Regions from separate parts of the Mus musculus genome. Here region 1 is linked to region 2. A link is a contact called in public HiCAR-type data. All regions are on one chromosome and are shown on one strand. The core of a region is the stretch at or near the end of the contact, and the rest is flanking DNA. Distances in the headings are between cores, read along the strand shown.

What was found. HiCAR-type assays count read pairs that join an accessible place to other places.
Region 1: a contact with region 2 is called in a HiCAR-type map of Th17 cells, with 5 times the contacts expected there. The contact joins the promoter of Gpr174 here to the enhancer-like site in region 2. A contact is called at or near these places in 3 of 39 promoter capture datasets (cranial neural crest, hippocampal neurons and pre-B cells) and 1 of 115 datasets of contacts at active chromatin or transcription factors (Th17 cells).

What each region holds. Positions count from the first base shown.
Region 1 is chrX:107,254,450-107,257,787 of GRCm38.p6, reverse strand. Gpr174 (G protein-coupled receptor 174) reads right to left here and starts at 1,910. Exons shown (of 5, transcript NM_001358747.1): 1 at 1,672-1,910; 2 at 1,289-1,392.
Region 2 is chrX:106,622,014-106,625,277 of GRCm38.p6, reverse strand. All of the region lies in intron 1 of Gm5127 (predicted gene 5127), which reads right to left. Among named protein-coding and RNA genes, the nearest start is that of Cysltr1, 20 kb to the right of the region's middle. Within about 2 kb of position 1,422, at least 24 of the 459 cell types and tissues checked have an H3K27ac peak or open chromatin away from gene starts, as enhancers often do. A contact at or near this core is called in Th17 cells and pre-B cells, where this site is marked.

The DNA.
Region 1 (3,338 bases), core at 661-3,160, 630 kb before region 2:
TTTTATGAATATTCAGCAATGTGGCTAGCATAATGTCTGCTTAGGCTAACGAGTTTCAATTATTTCTATAAGATGGATGCATTTCCTGAATAGCTGAAGTTTACAAAAGCTGGAGGAAAGAAATATTCTCGGCTGAATGACTAAAGCTCTCTGAAGTAGCCACTTTTGCTTGTTCAATAACATTATAACTTTACTTCCATGGAAGATCACACCAGTATAAAAGCAAATCAAAGAACCTCAATCTTTACAGCAAAGCAAGCAGATACCTATTTGGGGTCCAATCCTTGGTCATATTCCACATTCCTCTGCATCCCTTCCCTCACCTCAGATAGGAATTCACCTTTTATTTATTTATTTTTAAATCTCTGGATACAGCTCCTAATAGTTGTATACCAGTGATAGCTTCATATTTGTCTAAAGTCACAAGGCATCTTTCTTTATATTTCCAATCAAGAAAAAAATAAACAAAAAAATTTATAAGCAACGCACTTACATTTTGTAGAAAACAAGTTAATTCAATTATACTGATCAGAAATATAAATTAAACCCTTTTTGTTGTTTTTATTGTACTAGTGTTGCTCTGATAAGTATAGTTTATCTAAAAGAAGCAGAAAAGCTGTGCCTGTTTGTGTTTCTTATTTTCCTCCTCTCACTTTATAAATACATCTTTTCTTCTAGACTGCTCTTTTGATAGTAGAATCTCTCTAAAGTTACTTATAACTATACTTTACTTCTACAATAAAAATATGTAACTCACACAGAGAGGAGAATGAATTCATGCTGCTTAACATCTTGAGATACTGTACTTATCATTTTCGAAAGCATTTTGAAAGAGGCAATGAATCAACTATTTTTTATCTTTCAACAGTTTAAGAAAAAACATCACCAAAATATTATAGCAAAATATAGATGAAAATATCCCCGTATGTTTCTGCAAGTAATCTTTCTTAATGCAAGCTAGGTTAAATTACAAATATTTATAGTCCTATTTTGTCTGGTATCAGTTGTGCTAAATACATTATTACACAAAGAAATATTCCATTTCAAACTTACATTTTACCAAGTTTGAAGCTATATTCTTCTTCCCACCTGAAGCAGACAATCATATAATTATTTTTGCTTGTGCAAATTCCAAGAAAATGACCTTTGTGGATGGTCCAAATTCATTATATTCATAACTATTTAGATCTGACAGATTAGCTAGAACCTGGTGCCAACTGTCCAATTCTAGATATCAAGGGTGAAAGGCATATCAGAGCTAATTATTCATTAACAATTTGGAGCCTACCGTTTCAGTTTCTTTCTCTTTTCTCCAGAAGTCTCCAAAGAATTCATGTGACAGCCACTCCAATGAGGATGCTACTGATCTGTGCATTGATCCAGCTCCGTTTTCTGAAAACAACCAATCCAATCTTCATTTACTCTCCCCCAAAAAAGCAGTGAAGGAGAAGAGGGAGGAAGAGGGAAAGAGGGGGAGGGAGGGAGGAAGAAAGGGAGGGAGGGAGGAAGGGAGGGAAGGAGAGAGAGAGAGAGAGAGAGAGAGAGAGAGAGAGAGAGAGAGAGAGAGAGAGAGAGAGAGAAGAGAGAGAGAGAGAAGAGAGAGAGATGTAACAATAGAAAAATGATGAAGGGAAAAGGGGAAAAGGCAGGTTTAAAAAAGTTCAGGATTACCAAACCACTACCATGTTGGAAAATATGGTAGTGAGTTGTCAGAGTGAAATATGCAAGCTGTTCTGAATACATTGAAGATTTCCGTTTTCAAGTGGGTGAGCAGATCTCTCTCTCCCTCCCTTCCCCTTTCCTCCCTCCTCTCTCTCTCTCTCTCTCTCTCTCTCTCTCTCTCTCTCTCTCTCTCTCTCTCTCTCTCCCTCTCTCTCTCTCTCTCTCTCTCTCTCTCCTTTCTCATTAATGATACAAGGCTATTCAACAGGCTGAACATAGTGCCTGCAAAGCTTCATATTTAGCAGAAGAAACACTCCTTTCTAATTATAGGGTCACACAGAATTGTCTTCTAGTTTTGTGGTTGCACTGAGCTTTGAGTCTGAGATAACACTGAGACTGTTAACTGAGTCATTTGCAGAAGAAGCTAGGTGCCTTCTGGTCCCTTTTATAGATACCAGACCAACACAACCTTCAGTATGATGCCTTTCCCCAGCTCTGCACTTTTGTTTCAGTATTTAAATGGACATTTCTCTAAGTATACGGTAGATTCTAATAGTAAATGTCAGGGAGAGAATGATCTCTGCCTAGAACATTCCTAAATATACAAGCCTGTGACATTGACACTGAAATAAATACTCTACTTCTTAAGAGATATTTTGAATTATAATCACCTTTTAACTTCCTGTTCACCATTCTTTGTTTTCCTCAGTGTCCCTGTGATCAGAAAGTGTAGATAGGCCTCCATTTCCTCCTAGTGGTTAGAGAATTTCCAGTCAAATGGGGCCAGTTTTATGTAAAATATAGACAGTTCCTCAGGTTCTTGAGGATGATGTTCCAAGGAATGTAAGCCCAGTATCTAAGCCCAGCGCCACACTTCATGAAGCATCAAACACTTTCCACACCAACATGGGAAGATGAGGAGGAGGAAATCTGCAAACCCTGACTAGTCATTCCATATCAGAGCAAACAAAGTTTCCACTTAAGCCATAAGAGAGATGAAGGCTAGTGCAAGTTCAGTCTCAGGCTTGAACATAACCTGTATGGTGTAGTTTAGGGAGTGTGTGAAGGCCTTCTGCCTCAAAGGACTCTTATACTGAGCTTGAGAGATTAGTTGGTCTTCTGGAAGTAAACATTTCTGAGATCTTGATTTTAAATTTTTAATGCTCAAAAATAGAAAAATAGTCTTATTAAGAAACTTTGGTGAATATATTAATTCAAACTAGAAAGAAATTTGTAGCAGGAGTGGGATATATTATAAACCTAGAGACAGACCAATGGGAAAACTGATCTGCTCAAGACTTGTTACAATGCCAATGATCTCTAGTGTCAAATATATATATAGGGATAGAATTTCAGTATATATATATATATATAGGAGTAATCAAAATATGCATTAACCAAGATATGGGTACAGAAGAATGAAATATGTTACCCCTACTTTAGCTTTTTACTTTGTATTCTGGGATCTGGGATGCCATAAGGGATACTTTTCTTGTTTATTTAAAGTGGATTTTCCACAGCAATGATCTCAGCCCTCCCATAGGCTTACTTCATTCTATTCTAGACATACTGAATCCTTGCTATGTGTAAACACAGTAGATCAAAAAGAGGTGGGGAGAACAAAATGGTGAGCAAAGGATGGGAGGTAAGATGATGGGGAAGGAAAGGCTGCCAGC
Region 2 (3,264 bases), core at 173-2,672:
TATTAAACTAGGCAGTGGTGGCACACACCTTTAATTTCATCACTTGGGAGGCAGAGGTAGGCTGATTTCTGAGTTCGAGGCCAGCTTGGTCTACTGAGTGAGTTCAAGGACTGCCAGGGCTACACAGAGAAACCCTGTCTCAAAAAACCAAATAAATAAATAAATAATGTTTTAAAAAATTTTAAAAAGGTTTATTTATTTTATGTGTGTGAGTGTTTTGCTCACATGTGCATCTGTGAAACACATGCATGTATGATGCCCACAAAATAGGGTGTCAGATTCTCAGAACTGGAATTATGGATAGTTGTGTGTTACCACGTGGAAGCCAGACATTAGACTGAGTTCTTGCATGAGAATATGTTCTTAACTGCTGAGCCATCTCTCCAGCCCCCTACTACCTTATTTTCAACCATTTTTGTGATTGGATTAGAGATCTGCTCCATGCAAGGTACTACGAATCCAGTCAAAAGTCAATACCTATGGAGGGCATGGACCCAAGGGTGTAACACACTCACATGGTTCACTGAATGAACTACCTTCTAAATGTTTGTGTTTATATACATGGACAAGTAGTGGAGCAGAAAAGATTCTTTTTGCAGAGGGTGACAGTTAATATAGACACATATCACAGGACATCTATACCATCACTCCCCACAAAGGCCCAGGAAATGTCAAAGAAGAGGAGGCAGAAGGAATTAAGAGCCAAAAGATGGAGAAGAGCATGACAAAATGCTGCCATCCCAACATGACATCACCTTTGCAACCATGAGTACATAGAAGCTAAGGAAATTTTCCATTGTGGGTAAAGGAGATATCTATGAGGTCCCATCTCTTCCTCAGGAGCTAATGACTAGTAATGGTCGATGAAGGGGGCACGTATCATTTTCTTGAAATTGCCTCTAGGAAACTAGGTAGGAAGAGGAAATAGGATCAGAAAAAAATGAAAAGTAATAAAGGGCTAAAATATCAAGAAAAAAAGATTTTGCAATTATCCAGAAAAAATTAAAAAAAAAACATTATTTTCATTCAAATCCCAGCTATCGATGTACTTTCCCCACCTCATTGCAAGACAGCATTTCAAACCATAGTCACAAAAAAAGTACAAAACTCCTTTTTTCTATGTCATATCTCCCAAGCTTCAGAAAATATCCAAAAGAATGTCAGGTTTGTCCTGATAATCATTTTACAACATAACCAGCATAATGGACTCCTTTTAGTCAAGCATGCTCACTATAAACGAAGTGCACTTTCCCTCAAAGTCTTCCAAGAAGCAGAATTCATTTCCTGTTTCTCTCAGTGATCCTTCTTCCTGCAGCATCTGGCACTAACCTCAACTGCAGCTGGTCCCCTCCATTATAATCCTGCTGCTGATCACGTCCAGAGACTCGTCTCAGTTTTCTGTCATTTTGAATTCTTGGCACATGATACTCACCAGCCTCTCTTTAAAGGACTTCCTGTTTTTATCTATATATTACACAGAGTGGCTTCCTCTTTGATCTCTGGCAATTCTTTTTCCTCTCAGTTAATTCTAGTTATTAGAATGTTCTACCTGTACACTTTACCACAACCTTATTTTCAACCTTTTCTTATTTTCTGTTTAGTTTTCATTTGACCTATGAGGACAGTTTTAATTATTTCCTCTGTGTGTGTAATTTAAATTCCTATTGCTGATCATGTGACCTTAGCTGATAGGCAATTCATTTCAAACTCCCTGCAATAATAAAAAATAATGAACACTTTACATTAAACTTGATAAAGTTCTGGGCTGGTTGGGTTGGTTGGTTGGTTGTTCATTTTGCTGATTTGACACAACTAGAGTTATCTGGAAAAGGAAATCTCAGTTAAAATTCCTCCATCAAACTGACCTCTAGACAAGTCTGTGGGACATTTTCTTTATTAGTGATTGACATGAGAAAGTTTGGCACACTGTGGATGGTGCTACCCTTGAACAGATGAACCTGTGTTGTATAAGAAAGCAAGCTAAGCAAGCCATGGAGAGCAAGGCAGTATGCAGTAGTCCTTCATGGTCTCTACTTCCGTTCCCACCTTCAGGTTCATGCCTTGAGTTCCTGCCCTGACTTCTGCTCATGATGGACTGTAAGTTGTAAACTGATATAAGCCCTTTTCTCTCCATGCTGCTTTTGTTCACAGTGTTTATCACAGCAACAGAAAGTAAACTAGGATAAGTACTTTTACCTCCATGATCTCATTTTATTCTAACACACTTTGAGTTTAAAAACCCACAAGATGCACCAAGAATTTAGCCAAGTCATTATCCATTATCTCACTACACACACACACACACACACACACACACACACACACACATACACACACATACACACATGCACACACACACACACAACACATACACACACACAATCTACAATGACCTAAATCTTGGTGTGAGTTCCAAGAACTTTAAAAAACTAGAAAATGCAATTGCATTCTTCTTGGAAATCAAAAAAGTACCTGAACAAAAGGGAAGGAACTAAAGTAGACACTCAGCACTATCCAAATCAAACAGCTTACTCTCGTGGTGACACTAATAGTGAAGTCTGTTGTAGTTTTTCACATACATACTTTTTACTAGGTATGGTGACTCATGCTTGTGGTCTCATGGCTCCCTGGAAGCAAAAATAGTCTTTATTTTGACAATTTTAGATGGAATCTTTTTCTAAACTGTGTTTTACATTCTTACATACTTCTCTTAAACTGAGGGTACAGTAAACAATTTATTCTTTTTTTATAATTAATAAATAATCTCAAAGGCTTCTAAGATGAACAGAGTAACTGAAAACTGGCCCTGATCATTATCAGTATGAACTAGGTTAGGTTTCTCATGTCTGTGCAACCACAGTGCAGTATCACAGCATAAACTACACTGCTATGATTGTCTACTCAGATGGCTCCTAGGCAGTAGAAACATAATGGGGTGCAGCTTCTAAAAGGTGTTTTTCATACTAATGTTTAGTTGTTTAGTTAATTAAAAATCAGTCCTTTAAATATTAAGATGGCTCCCATCTGCAACTTATTTCTCAACAAGACCAGAGTCCCTGCAGAGTGGTGACATATGCCTATAATGCAGGTGCTCAGGAGGTTAAAACAGAAGATAAGCTGTGAAGCAATTTCCAACCCAGCATGGGCTGAATGGAGAGACTTTGAAGAGTAACAAGCAACTTTCCCACAACTCCTAATACAAAATTGAGTCTGTCTTAGTCCACTCTTGTTGTATTATAAGTCTACAACAGAATTTGGGTAGAT